Regions from separate parts of the Drosophila melanogaster genome. Here region 2 is linked to region 1. A link is a contact called in public HiChIP or PLAC-seq data. All regions are on one chromosome and are shown on one strand. Each heading gives the region's core, a stretch centred on a gene start, on an enhancer-like site or on the middle of the called end of the contact. The rest is flanking DNA. Distances are from core to core; before and after follow the strand shown. Region 1 holds the start of Kebab (Kinetochore and EB1 associated basic protein). Region 2 holds the start of CG4259.

Region 1 (6,501 bases), core at 873-3,372:
ATTCCTATGTTCGCAACCGATATCACACGAGATATTTGTTAAAAGTGCACGAAACTTGAGAACAATCTATGTATGAATGTATTGAGAGCCTATTTTAGAGATATTTATAATTTGTTAGGCATAATTTATCCACTGCATAACTCTCCTGTGTAAATTTAAGACAAAGTTTGATTGATTCGCTTCTGTTGATATTTCTTACGACCATCTATCTTCAAATGTAATTGTCATACATTTCTTTGGATCCTTGTTTTACGCCGATAAATAAAACCACCTACCGTTTAGCTTCAGCTAAGCCTTTAAGAACTTAAGCACCGCCATTCCCAGAATATATTCAAATTTGAACTTGGGCTTGCTTAGGGCATCCATCCGTTTGGATCACATCAAACTGTCTAGCAATCGCAACTAAATGTTACGTTTTCGCCATAAGATTGCACTCTGATTGCTTCTAGTTCAATTGTACAACGAGCCCCGGCTTGCATGTTTTTAACCACAATTGGTGAATTTATATTGATACGCTCCACTGTAAATAGTTTACTCGACCGAATTCGAATTGTTGACGAGCTGAGTTTGGTGTACTGGCAAACTGTTTTAGCTGTTCAATTGTTTATCGAGCATACACAGAACTTTAAATAGAAACTATATTTTAAATATGTATATCCACACTAACGACGCAGACATCGTGAGAAGTGAGAACTTGAAACACCGCAAACAAACAAACAAAATACGTTAGGATTTTAAACGACAAACACGAGAATACACTTAAACCAATAATGAATTCAAATAGCAATAATTGTTAACAAAACTAAAGGCGATTCGTATATTAACTACGCTACACAAAAGTGCGGACTAAGACAAATCGGATGATTAGGAGGTGCGGCGTATATAGGGTTGATTGTGTACGAGTACATATTAAATATATATATATATATTAAATAGATTTTATTTAGTTTAATGCAATGTGTACTGTATTATATAAAATAAATGCAAAATTATTTAGTGATACACGGCCGATGGATGAAATACTTGATACTTGGCGTTGCTGTGTCGACATTTGCGGTTGCTTTTCGCTTAGTCGGCTGCCAAATCGGCGATGCGGCAATAAATGTAATTATTTTAAGCGCATTTTTGGCCGCCACTTGCATTTTAATGCCCCGCAATTAAAATCTATATCACATATGTAAAAATCGCATTTCCACACCAAACGAGTCTCGTTTCGGTCAGCCAGTGAAATGGCCACTGATAACATCGCCATCATCATCCCCGTCATCATTGCCATCATAACCACCAACATCACTATCGTTATCCTGGGCTGTCTAACCTACATTTTTGCAGCGCCTCCTGGTGGGCGGGCGCTCAAATTTAACAAGCTGCTCCATTATTTATTGCGGTTAAATTGCAAAAACACAGCAGTCAAAACAGGAAAACTACACAGCGTACAGGTGGCGATGCACTGAGAGGATTTTGCTGGTAGATCCTATCAAAATGGTGCTTAAACTATTTTCTGGTTAAATTTGGGGTTCCATCCTTTTGGGGGTATACATATGTGACCATACATTTTTTAAAGTGCTTACTTGGGGGCCCCGCAGATAACACCTTCGCGAAGCTCTGGGGATTGGGGCTATGCTACTGCGGCCCTCTGACTCATGGCTCCGAGCTCCATGTTCCGGACGCCTGGCGGCTCCTCTGCCTCTTCATTCCTGGCTGGCCTCCTGCTGGTTTCTCTTCCGACGCGTGTATTGTTTCGTAATTACGCCGCAAATGGGCGGGGTCGTGGGTCGGCGGACGCGGCACCTTTCGACGCCCACCTGGGAACCTGGGAACCCGTGCTCGTGGTAGGTGCAACCAATTTTCACTTTCATCCATGATTTATGTTCTCACCGCCCGGGTCGCCTTGCCAATGGATGCAGTTTTAAAGTTAATAAAGGTAGCGGTGGGCGCTGCTAGTAATTGCTGGCGAGTGCCACTTATTTTCAGCCGCCTGGTGAATGAGCACGAATCGATTTCACTTTTGGTTTTAAAAAACCGTTTGGTTTTATAATTTAATCGATCCTTTCCCTGCTGCCACAGCTGATCGCCGAGTGCTGCCACTTGTATCCTCTTCTGTGGCAGCGTTGCCAGATGCTGTCATGTCACTTACATCTGAGCATTTGTTGTCACTGGCTTGTTGTTATTGCTCAAATTTAAAAAGTGTAAATATCCTGAGGAAAATTAAAAACACTTACATTAATTGCTTGAAAAATGAGTAGTATGGCTAAATCGCCAGATATGCGGTGGGTTTGGCAACAAGTCCATGTTTTCTCACATACTAATTTCGACATCCTTGCTTAGAACTCCAGGGTGCTGCTCCCCCTTGCGTACAAAGGAATTGCTGGAGAGACAAAGGTCCAGTAGGTGCACCCCCGCAAAAGGATATCTAACCCCACGCAACTGCCAGAGCCCCAAACACCCAGAGATGCGGATACCTTCCATATTCGTTACCGATGCCGACTACGGCTTGGAGCGCCCGAAACAATTGCTACAGCGCCTGGAGCGATCACTATATCGATCTTCCTCTGCTTCCAAAGTACCACCAAAACACTCATTGTTAGCTTCCCAGAACAGGCAGCGGACCTGGGAAGGACCCAAAACACCAGAGTTCCGGTAAAGTGAAATTCCAATGACCCAAGTTCTAATCAACTTCATTGCTATTCTCAGTAGCCGTACCAACAAAACTATACCCGCTTCGGAACCTCGTCCAAGACGTGCTAAGGAACTTCTGGAGGATCTTAGGTCCAAGCATCAAGGAACTCCTGCCACGAAAATTCCGTCCCAGAGGAATCCAAAGGAAAACCAAGAACTTTCAAAGAGGTGTGTTAAGGATATTTCTAAAGGAATTGTGCATTAAAATACCGCTTCCATTATTTAAGTTTTAAAATGCTGTCTATTGAATAGCCAATCAATTCCATATCCCAGTCAATATTAAAATGCTACTAAAAAACAAAAATGGCTTTTGACGCAGCTTTCCCTGCTAAAAACAACCTAGTCGATATCATCTCATGTTTTCTGCTATTTAACAGCCATACATGCATACCATCCTCGGAGCCACAGCCTATCCGTCCAAAATTGATCCTCGAACGGGAGCGCCAGGAGTCTATAACCAATCGCTTGGCATCAACTTCTATTGACCGCCTAAAAACAAAGCCACCAAGGAGTAGCTTTACATCGAGCAGGCTTCTAGTGCCACAGATGGGATTTTCGTACCCCAAGGATCCGAAAAGGCTTCACGAATCCGACAAAGGAATCAAGCTGACCACCTCAAAGCGAAAGTTGGACTTCAAAACTGAGCTGGGGACTGACTGGCTGCGGCGGGAGCTGGAAAAGATTGGCAAGGAATGGCGGAAAAAGACTGACTACCAGTTACGTCAGCTTATCTCGGGTTTTGTGAAACAACTAGTGCGCCTCCTACCCTTTAATGGGATAACATTTTCGCATCTTAGCAGGGATTGCTATGTGCAGCAGATGGTGGAGGCACTGCAGCAGCTGCAGTACACCAAAAAGGTGAACAAAAGCTGGCTTCAAACGCCGAACAGCACACAAGCCATCGCCCATGTGCTGGAATTACTCAATTTCTTGCTGGATGTCCTCGAACATCGAAAAGGAGAAGGCATGTGTGCGCTCCCCGTTGTTTCTGAAAAGCAGAGAATTGAACAACTTGCATCGGCATCTGGTACATCCTATGATGTAATGAGCCTGCAACAGAAGTTTGAAAACATAAAAATAGAGAAAGAAAGATTAAACAATTACCAAGAATCTCTGATGCCGGAATCCCCCGTATCCAAGGACATGGATAAAGTTACGGAGCGCGATGGGAATCAGGACTTCGTCAGACTCCTGGATTTTCAAAAAGAGACCCTCCATGAACTCCAACTGCAACGCCTGCGTCTCCAGGAGTTCTCCGAGCTCGTAAGCCTCGCCAAGATAAAATTAAAACGCTGTTGTAAGGCTAACAAGCAATGCATCGAAGCCTTTAATGACCAAATACAAGACTTGGCCGACTGTGTGGTTTTAAGAAACAGAAATATCGGCCTTCTAACCCAATTACATTTGAACGATAATCCAAAGGAGGAGGAGTTGCACGAACGTATGAAGCAACTGCAGCGGCTGTATGAGGATAATTATTCAAATCTTCTACAGCTAAACATTAAGCCGCCCCAGGGAAGCCCTTAGGCGAACATAAGCCACATCCCTCATTGAATGCCAGTTAATTTAAGCAAATATTTGCGTGTTGCGTAAGTTGAACACCCGAACCCACCGTCTAAGCTCCTGGCTTAGTAGTCCTCCTGTATTTCACAGATTTATTTAATTGAATTTATCAACTGAAAGTCTCGGCAACATCCTGGCCTGGATTTAAGTTCGTGTAATTGACATTTAAATGAGTCATCGGCAGCCTGGCTACACTAAGTCAATGGAAATAGCTGCAAAGTTAAGCAGCTTAGCTTTGATTTGCCAAAATATTTTAAATTGCACTACCATTTCATTGGTATATTTTGAGTTTTCCATTCGTTATTTAAAGTTGCCATTATTGTCATACCAATGTATAGATTCCATATCAAGCGGAATAAATAATACTTAAGGAGTCACTTTCATTTCGTAGCCAAATGGATTTTGTGAAATATTAACCATTAAAAAAAGTTGTATCAGTATAATTGACACATTTTTGGATAAGGTATTGAACTAGTTTTAGAGTAGCTGCTAGACAGAAGGCTAAGTTGTGCAAGACTTGTGGATTGGCATTAATTTAGAGGTCCTGCAGCAAGGACGTCCTCTAACAAGGGGAAGTGGCCGGGTGGGTGGCGGGCGTGCGTCTGTGTGCGTGTGCATATGCGTGTGCTGGGGCTAGATTTATAATGCGTTTGTGTTTGTGCCCCGGAGTGGAACTAATAATCTTATTACTCAACTGGAAGAGATGCAAGGCAGCAGCGTCAGTCCTCGGCACGAGTATAAACTTGGAAACTATGACCGCACCGCACCCACAAACGGAGCTGTGCAATTAAACAGTGAACTGCATAAATTATTCCTCGGCAACGAAATGTTTAAAGCCCGCCTGCGAATCCAAATCCCGCCAGCCGAGCAGGCAAGTGTAATAAAATACATGAATTAGTGTAATGGAAATGCGAATTCCTAGGACAAACAATGCCAAAATTTCGAATGCAAATTCCCCAGCCAAGAACAACACACAACAAGCTGAATTTTGCGCAAATTAAACAATAACAACACGACGCCACTGGGGCAAAAAGCACATACACCTAAAGTGCAGAAATGTGTGGGGGGACAGAAGAGCCAAGGAGGAGTTGTCCAAGTTCCAAGATTATGCGATGGAGTACTTACTCCAGGGCCGACCTGGAAATAGTTATCTGGCCCACATCGTGTGTCATAACGTGTACTGTAGCTCCAACTGCGTGTGCTTGGCTTGGCAGCACCTTTAAAACTTGGCTCCCAGAGTCAGGCCAAAACAATTACGGCTGGAAAATAGCAGTCGGGTGGGTGGTGGGCGGTGCTGTCTCGTACATTATTTTCCTTCATAAAACAAACACTCATCCACCTCGCGCACCAGCCAAACCAGTCACTCACAAAGGAGCAGCATCCGCATCCAGTACTGACAGCTTCGCTGGAGTGAAATAATCGCATATCGTAAACTTTGACTTCCAGCTAATGAAGAATTGCGGAGCCCGAGCCCGGAAAAGCTGCAATTGAGTTAATTAGCCGAGCAGCGAACTTCCAGCAAATGGAAAGTGTCGTGGGGCTGTGGCAGTGGGAGCTCCTTTCAAGGTATTTATATTTGCTACTTAAGCAAATTGGATTTTATTTAGTATAGGAAGCAATACAAGTATCTATTGTCCATTAAGTCGACTTACAGTTGTTCATAAATTCCTATTCAAATCTTACGCTACACCATGCAAATGCATAATTCACCCACCCTTATTAAGTCACAATTATCGAGTGGTCACTGTACTATCTCTATGTTCATGCGAAAACTTTCGAACTCGTTCGATTGTCGAACAAACAAAAGAAATTCACTCTGCGATTTTTAAGAGAAAAACGCTTGAGCAAAGAAAGAATTGCCGAAAATCAAAAGGCACTATTTCTTCGACATCCTTTGCTTTTTTTCTCCCAGGCACTAATGGAAAGTAGCGACTGTTGTTGATATTTAATTTCAAACAGGACAACGCGCGGGGATTCCCCGTGCTTTAAGTTGAAGTGCGGCAGCTTTAATTTGGAAATCGCCCGGCGGAAGTGAATAAAATTTGTATGCGCAGCGGTGGTAGCCACTGGATGATGACTCGCCGGCTGAACTGTTTTCTATGTGTCCTCCGGTTTAGCTGCCACTCCCAGCGAAAAGGGAAAAACGTCAAGTGCAGCGTGACCAAGTCCACGTCCGCCAATCCCCCCAATCCCGCCCATTTCCCCCAATCCAGTCGAGTCATGCGATTGTAATATTTATGCAGTTTGTGCAACGTTCGC
Region 2 (6,821 bases), core at 884-3,383, 84 kb after region 1:
GACATCATTATGCCAAAACTTTAATCTCATCAGCAGAACTGGCTGCAAAGGCAGTAGTACGGCGGCAGCAGCGCAAAAAATTGTAATTATTGAGGCAGCGCCTTTTTCGGCTTCAGACAGCCGGTGCACTGCAGAAAATAATCTATCATTCCAAAAAAGAAATTAATAGTTAATACACATAACACAAGACAGATGTACTAAAAAAACACTTTTTTCACCACATTTTAAAATATATTCATTTATTCAGATATTTAAAATATGGCTTTCCTTTTGCAATGAATTAATTTGGAAAAACAGGGTGCAAATACATGTGTGTTTAAGTGTGAAAGTTCGTGGGCGTTGGGCGTGTCGGTCTGCTGTTAATGATGTTTGGCAACTTCAACTCCGGACGTCACACACACAGATACATGACCGCAGCCATACACACATACAAACACACACACACTCACGCGGAGGACACCTTCAGCATCCAATTAGCGGCAAAACGAGTTTCAGGATCTCACTCACACATGCAAACACTCGTATGCCCCATCCATCTGGCGTCCCTTTCCCACCGCACTCGCACTCTTTCTAACAAGCACTCGAATCGCTCTTTTTTTCACAGGGCAAACGCAACTCTCATATGTTTCGTGTGCTTGTGTTGGTTGCTCCCACACACACACACTCGCCTTTGTGGAGCGACAAACAAACAAACAAGCCAAAAACAACAAACAAGTAGCGTGCAAAAAATGAAAAATGGCAACACTTTAACTTTTGAACGCCGTTTCACCCACAAAACTCCTGGCCACCTCTCCAGATTTCAGCTACCTGCCATCTTTTAAATGCGATTTTTTAGCCGAGATTATTTCTGCTTGCGTTGTACACTTGGCGAAAAAACGAGGCACAATACAATATTTACAAGTTATTTTTCTAGGAATATAAAAAGCATTTTCAATGAACATCGCGCATCCGCCGTGTTGCGCAGCAACAAAGTTTATGGTACGAAGTAATAAAATAATACTTGCACAGCACTTCTTGAACTGATTATGTTGAATTGAGCGACTTAAGTTGATAATGAAATAGTATTTTTACTCAGAATGTATATATAAATTTTCGTGGTAGAATGTTTGTGATTGGACACAGGCCACATTTTATTTAGGAAATAACTGCAGATAACTATTTGCTCTCTTTTCTGATTCTCCGAATAAAGATTTAATAAATAACTGGCTAACTGCCTAAGGCTTTAGTTTTCAACTTCTGGGACGAAAGTTCGCTTCAAGTCTTAAATGGTAGTCAATCCAAGGGAGCAGACCAGCTACATTCGTAAAGACGATGAATGTATTTTCGACAGGCTTTTGACTTAACCAGTTCACAATGCCCACCTGTGCGTACTTATATGGATATGTAAGTATCCGACAAACCAGAGGAGCCCCACCGTCTCCACTGCAATCTATGCCTTCCAGACCTTTCCCACAGATTTGCTGGATGGGCAGCTTTCGAGAGCTACACATACCCATGCTCAAAAGATCGACCTGGACCGTCTTGAGAACGGTGGGGTAGTCCGTCGAGTTCAAATATACTTTTCCCCAGCCGTTGAAGAAGCAGGATCCTTTTTGAATACCAGCTTCTTGTAGGTACAATGGGATTAAATTAATGTTGGCTGTCATCTCAAATGCGGATACCAGAATGAGTAACGCCATGTTGTTTTCGGCATTGAATCTGTTGAACTGTTCATGGGAGACTATATTCAGCACCTCGAGATCCACGTGCTGCTGGTCAGCCGTAGTCGAGGTATCCCATTCGCCAGCTCGCACCACCAGATCATACTTGGTTGTTCCATTCAGAATATGAGCGGCAGTAAGGACCACATTTGGATTAATCAGAGATCCCACTCCTATATAGCGAAACAGCCAATCCCTCTGGTCGAGCACAGAAACCACCCAGGGAAATGTCGCTCTGGGATTACTGCCATATGTTTCACGTCGTATCTGCATGCGTATTTCCATTTCAGTATTTTTTATATCTATGTACAAGTATTATATAAACTAACCTGATTGTAGTTAAAGTATTGACTATTCACAAGGCTGATTATCAGTGTCGTGAGAAACGCAAAGTATAGCGACATTCCGCAACGAGTGTTCGAATCAAAATGAAATCGAGTACTTAGAACTTACCCTGCGAACTCAGCACTCTGCTTATCAGTAAAATGCGTCGTTTTAAGAATTCCACAAAGTATTTTGAGATAAATCACTTGTATTATAAAAAATATTCGCAGCATTCGTTATATTATTTCACAACGATCCAAGCAAATGCAGTCTAATTTCTCTCAGCGAACTTTTCTTTCGCCTAAGTGTAACTTTTTCATAATACTCGCAGCTGAATACAAAAAATGAAAAGAAAACATAACAAAAACTAGTTGAATAGCGCATACATATGTGCGAGGAGTCAACAAGCGCACGGTTGGCAGAATGAGGCAGCAGATTCCAATTAAGTTTTAAATTTTTAGCAGACAAGCTTATGAATGATGGCGTTCACTTCGATGGCAGCCCACTTGGCAGATGTCCAAAAGGTTTGCTCTCACTTTCCTCCTGCCAAATGTGCTAATCATTTTCATTTGCTACGAAATAGCCGAACAAATGGTGAGCTCACGAAACAAGCGGCGCCTTGGTCCTTTGCAATGTTACCCCCCCCCTTTACCCTCCTTTCAAGGACTTTTCCGCATGCATTCCCAAGTAGTTGAACATGGGAGTGCCATTATGGGAAGTAATAAACAAGAAATGGAATAACTGAATTGTTCGGATAGAATTGCAGATGCCCTTTGTCCTGTGATTAGCATTTGTTGCACAAGTCGAGTGAGGCACAGCAGAGCACATATATTCAGTGCGCTTTCTAAATAGATCAATTCTGTGACAACATTTTTGAAAACGCTTGTTTTAGAATATCAGTACGTAAATCTTAAAGCTCAAGATACGAATGTACCCAAAGAGATATATAAAACACAAAATATCTGTAAGATACAAAAGCATCAGATTTTAAAAGTATCTCTTAGATACAAAAGTATCCATAAGATTGGTAAAGTTTGAATTCCTAGCAAGTTGGCATCTCCAATATCCAGCCCGCCACGATTCTCCGCACTCAACAGATGGTTAAAAGCTTCAATTTGACAGCCGTCGGTTCAAAAAGCTCAAACCCGATTCATGGGGGCGCCACCCGTTCTATTCCAAAGCATACAAATGCCTCAAGATGAAACAAAAACAGAAAATAAACAACAAATACGCATGTATGACCTTCGCACAAGGTGACTGGGGCAAAAAGAGAGCGCCAGTGAGAGAGAGGCAGTGAGCGAGCGAGAGCACAGGGAGCAGTGCAGGAATACAGCATAGCTAAAGTGCGAGAGAGACAGCAAAATGCACCGGCGAGATAAGAACCGCTGCATCAGCAACGCACAGTGGGCGATATGGTCAAAATATACTGATAAAAGTTATTATCTGTTATTGAAATATACAAAATTTTCATTCTTAAATGATTAATATAAAAATCGAAAATTTAATATTTAGTTGTATAGTTAAAAAACAACCTATATTGTTGTATTATATCCCCTAGATGATAATTCGTAGCAGTTGATACCCAGCGCACCCACTGTGCGCTGGGAGTTGTTTACAAGGGGAGCAGCACGCTGAGAGAAAAGCTCTGGCGCAAAAGCTATCTCCGAAAGTATGCCGAAAGTATAAAGTGAGAATCGCTCCGGATTTTGCTGCGAACGGTCGTCTGTTCAGGTTCAGGTCTGGGTTGTGTCTATAGTCTCCGTCTCCTCTTCGCTGTCGCACACGCAAACGGGTCTACGCCACACACACACGCGCACCCACGCAACGGAATCAGAGAACTATATAGAGCCGCCACAGAGAAGGGACATACATAACTAGGACACCATGTCGAAGCCCCAATCCGACGCCGATCGGCGCAAACAGATCTCGGTGCGCGGGATCGCCGAGGTGGGCAATGTCACCGAAGTGAAGAAGAACTTCAATCGCCACCTGCACTACACCCTGGTCAAGGATCGCAATGTGTCCACCCTGAGGGACTACTACTTCGCCCTGGCCAACACCGTCAAGGACAACATGGTGGGCCGCTGGATTCGCACGCAGCAGCACTACTACGAGAAGGATCCCAAGGTGAGTTCCGCGCCCATCCAGGCCACCCACTTATTGATTTAGTCCGTGGAATTTTCCAAAAAGAAGTGGTCGGACCACCTAACCTAACTTTATCCGGGCTCTGGAGTTCTTAGGCCTGATTATCCCTTCCTGCGGCAACCAAAACTTTTGAAATAATTTCCTTTGAAATATTTTTTCCTAAATTTCTTTGGCTATTACGACATTTTTTTCGGCCTGCTCCATTCTCTTTTATTCGCTGCTGATTTATTCCCCGATGCGCTTTGGCCAACGAATTTACAGTGAACACTCAGCCAAAAAAAAAACTAAAAATTAAATGGGAAACGATAAACGTATTCATAAATAACTGAAGCAGTTTTGCTTTTATCCCAAGTATTTCCACTATGTCTTTTATTATTATAAATGAATATTCCATGCAACATTTCATAATCCTATTTTAATCCTTATTTTCTAAAATTCTAAAAATTTCCGAATGCTCACTGTTTATTTGAAATTTCGGCTTTTACTGCATTTCCCACGCTTTCGTTGTTTTGCTACTACATAATTGTTTCGTTTCATTTAATTATTCGCGAAATTGCCAAAAAGCAAAGACTGCAATGGGATCAATGCCAAAGAAGTAGCGCCAAAAAAAGGTGTGACACTTTCACTGCAACAAATTGCAGAGGTGCTGCAAAAAGCCGGCGAATTTATCAGCCACCCCCTTTTTACGCGCCCACTTGACAATTTTCCCCGCCAGCTGACGAAGCAACAAAAGCTTAAAAATAGCTCTGCATTTAGCAGCTGTCGCCGAGCTACTATAGAAGTAGCTCTATCCAAACATATTGATGAGTTTTTAGTAATAAGTTTTCCTGGGGCCATGGCGATGCAGTTTAAGTAGGGCAAGGGTGCATAATAAGTGCCCCCTTTTAGCCACATCCATCAGATACACAATATATGTATATACATACATATGTACATGTATCCAAACACGTGCCCAAAGCGTGAGCTTTCCATTTGCAAATTTGTCAGCATCGGCTGCTAAACATTTTTGTCCTTGCTGAATGTCAGCTTAAATCACTTTCAATTTCAAGCCCACCAAAATGTATCTATTAATTTTCCATTGACTCGAGCAATTTTGGCGACTAGAAGTTCGAGCTATATACACTTTTGGGTGATAAATATTTTCAATTCAACTAAATTGTGGATACCGTCACGGCGTCGGCACACATTTTTTCAAGGTCAATCAAAGGTTATTAACAACAACCAACTGACAAAAATATCAAGGAAAATTTCCCCCATTTTTCCTCTCTCATTTTTATTTTGGCTACCATTTCGGTTTTTGTTCGTTCTCAAATATATATATATGTACGTATGTATATATAAGTTCTTTCAGGTTGTGGAACTTTTATAGGCCCGATTTTGTTTAGTTGTCCCCCCACATGCAATTAGCTCACGCAACCATCTAAATAGAAATATATGAACTGACGACGATTGTATCTTATGGATACTTAAACAGCTGTTGTTGTGCGTGGATTGGTACTTAGAGTTAATTGAAGACAACTTGGCGTCCATCGGTCTCTAAACCAATTTATGCAAATTGAAGAAAGTTCAGCGGGGTGAATAGTCACACAAAAGAGTTTATTTCCCTGTAGTTTTCCACAAGCAGTTCGAAAATACTGTTCCACTTATCACCAAATTAAAAGCGTTTAGCTATCACCGATCATGTAAAAATTCAATGCCAGGGCGCCACTACCTATTGCATTTCCAACTTCCTATGCACATCTGTCATTTATTTATTGCATATAGGGAAAAAAAACCAATAAACAAAGGCAAACAAACACTGGTCGTTTGTTGGTGAGGCGCTCTTTATCAAAACCGCAAAAAACATATGTCTGGCATCTAATTCGTCTGTAGAACTGGCCAGAACGAATATCAAAGACCCTACACAACAAACTGCTGTGGAAAACATTAGCGCCGGCAGTTGAATGACTCCAAAAGCTTTTTATGGATCTGGAAGATTACTCACGTTTTGTTGTGAAGCTCTTATCTTCGATTAGATAAGCTAAATAGGTTATTAGCTTCTTTTTTTTTCTGCAGCAAAGAAGATCATGCTTAGAATTGGTTTTAATATTTGGATTTTTTCCAACTCAGTATTTACTGAGTGCACCTCATATTTCATAACTAAGAAAATACCTACTTTTATAGTTCATATTTTGGTATACCTATATAGATATAAACAATAATGTGTTTTATCACAGCATTTCCATTGCCCAGCACATATTGCCCGAATCAGTTCATACTCCATGTTCACCTAATTCTGTATATCTTATCTGCTAAATGGACTGCAAAATATTCCTAATCGAAAGTCCCCGATTCTATATAGGCGCCTTAACCCCTTTCACCTACAAATATGCACACAAAAACAAGCTCTCCAAACATTCCGAACTAATTAGCTATAGTTTTTTTCCCGGATCGCATAGCATCAGACATCTGAAAGCATCATGTGCGATAGGTATGCGTTTTAGGGCATAGATTACATAGGTAGGTTGACTGATAAGGGATAGGATTAGCATACCCTGGGAGCCATTAGCTACTGACTGGCGACACTGTGGGCGATGTTGTCGTCAATGCTGATTGGTGATTGCTGATCCGTGATCGATCCATGATTAGCCCAGCATTGGCTGGTGATAATAA

The links. HiChIP or PLAC-seq counts read pairs in DNA pulled down with a chosen protein or histone mark.
Region 2: a contact with region 1 is called in an H3K27ac HiChIP or PLAC-seq map of the Kc167 cell line, with 8 times the contacts expected there. The contact joins the promoter of CG4259 here to the promoter of Kebab in region 1. A contact is called at or near these places in 21 of 107 Hi-C or Micro-C datasets (the Clone 8 cell line, the D17-c3 cell line, the Kc167 cell line and 9 more) and 4 of 6 datasets of contacts at active chromatin or transcription factors (the Kc167 cell line and the S2 cell line).

Annotation. Positions count from the first base shown.
Region 1 is chr2L:2,043,372-2,049,872 of dm6, forward strand. It overlaps Kebab (Kinetochore and EB1 associated basic protein), which reads left to right and starts at 2,123. Exons shown (of 5, transcript NM_164451.2): 1 at 2,123-2,270; 2 at 2,329-2,640; 3 at 2,698-2,847; 4 at 3,057-4,268; 5 at 4,333-4,683. The coding sequence starts at 2,239. The coding sequence ends at 4,206. Su(dx) (Suppressor of deltex) reads left to right here. Exons shown (of 7, transcript NM_164448.2): 7 at 1-1,001. lncRNA:CR45298 (long non-coding RNA:CR45298) reads right to left here and starts at 2,010. Exons shown (of 1, transcript NR_124025.1): 1 at 1,146-2,010.
Region 2 is chr2L:2,127,104-2,133,924 of dm6, forward strand. CG4259 reads right to left here and starts at 2,134. Exons shown (of 2, transcript NM_001272975.2): 1 at 2,030-2,134; 2 at 206-1,967. The coding sequence starts at 2,104. The coding sequence ends at 1,230. It overlaps Glyp (Glycogen phosphorylase), which reads left to right and starts at 3,710. Exons shown (of 4, transcript NM_164453.4): 1 at 3,710-4,151. The coding sequence starts at 3,909.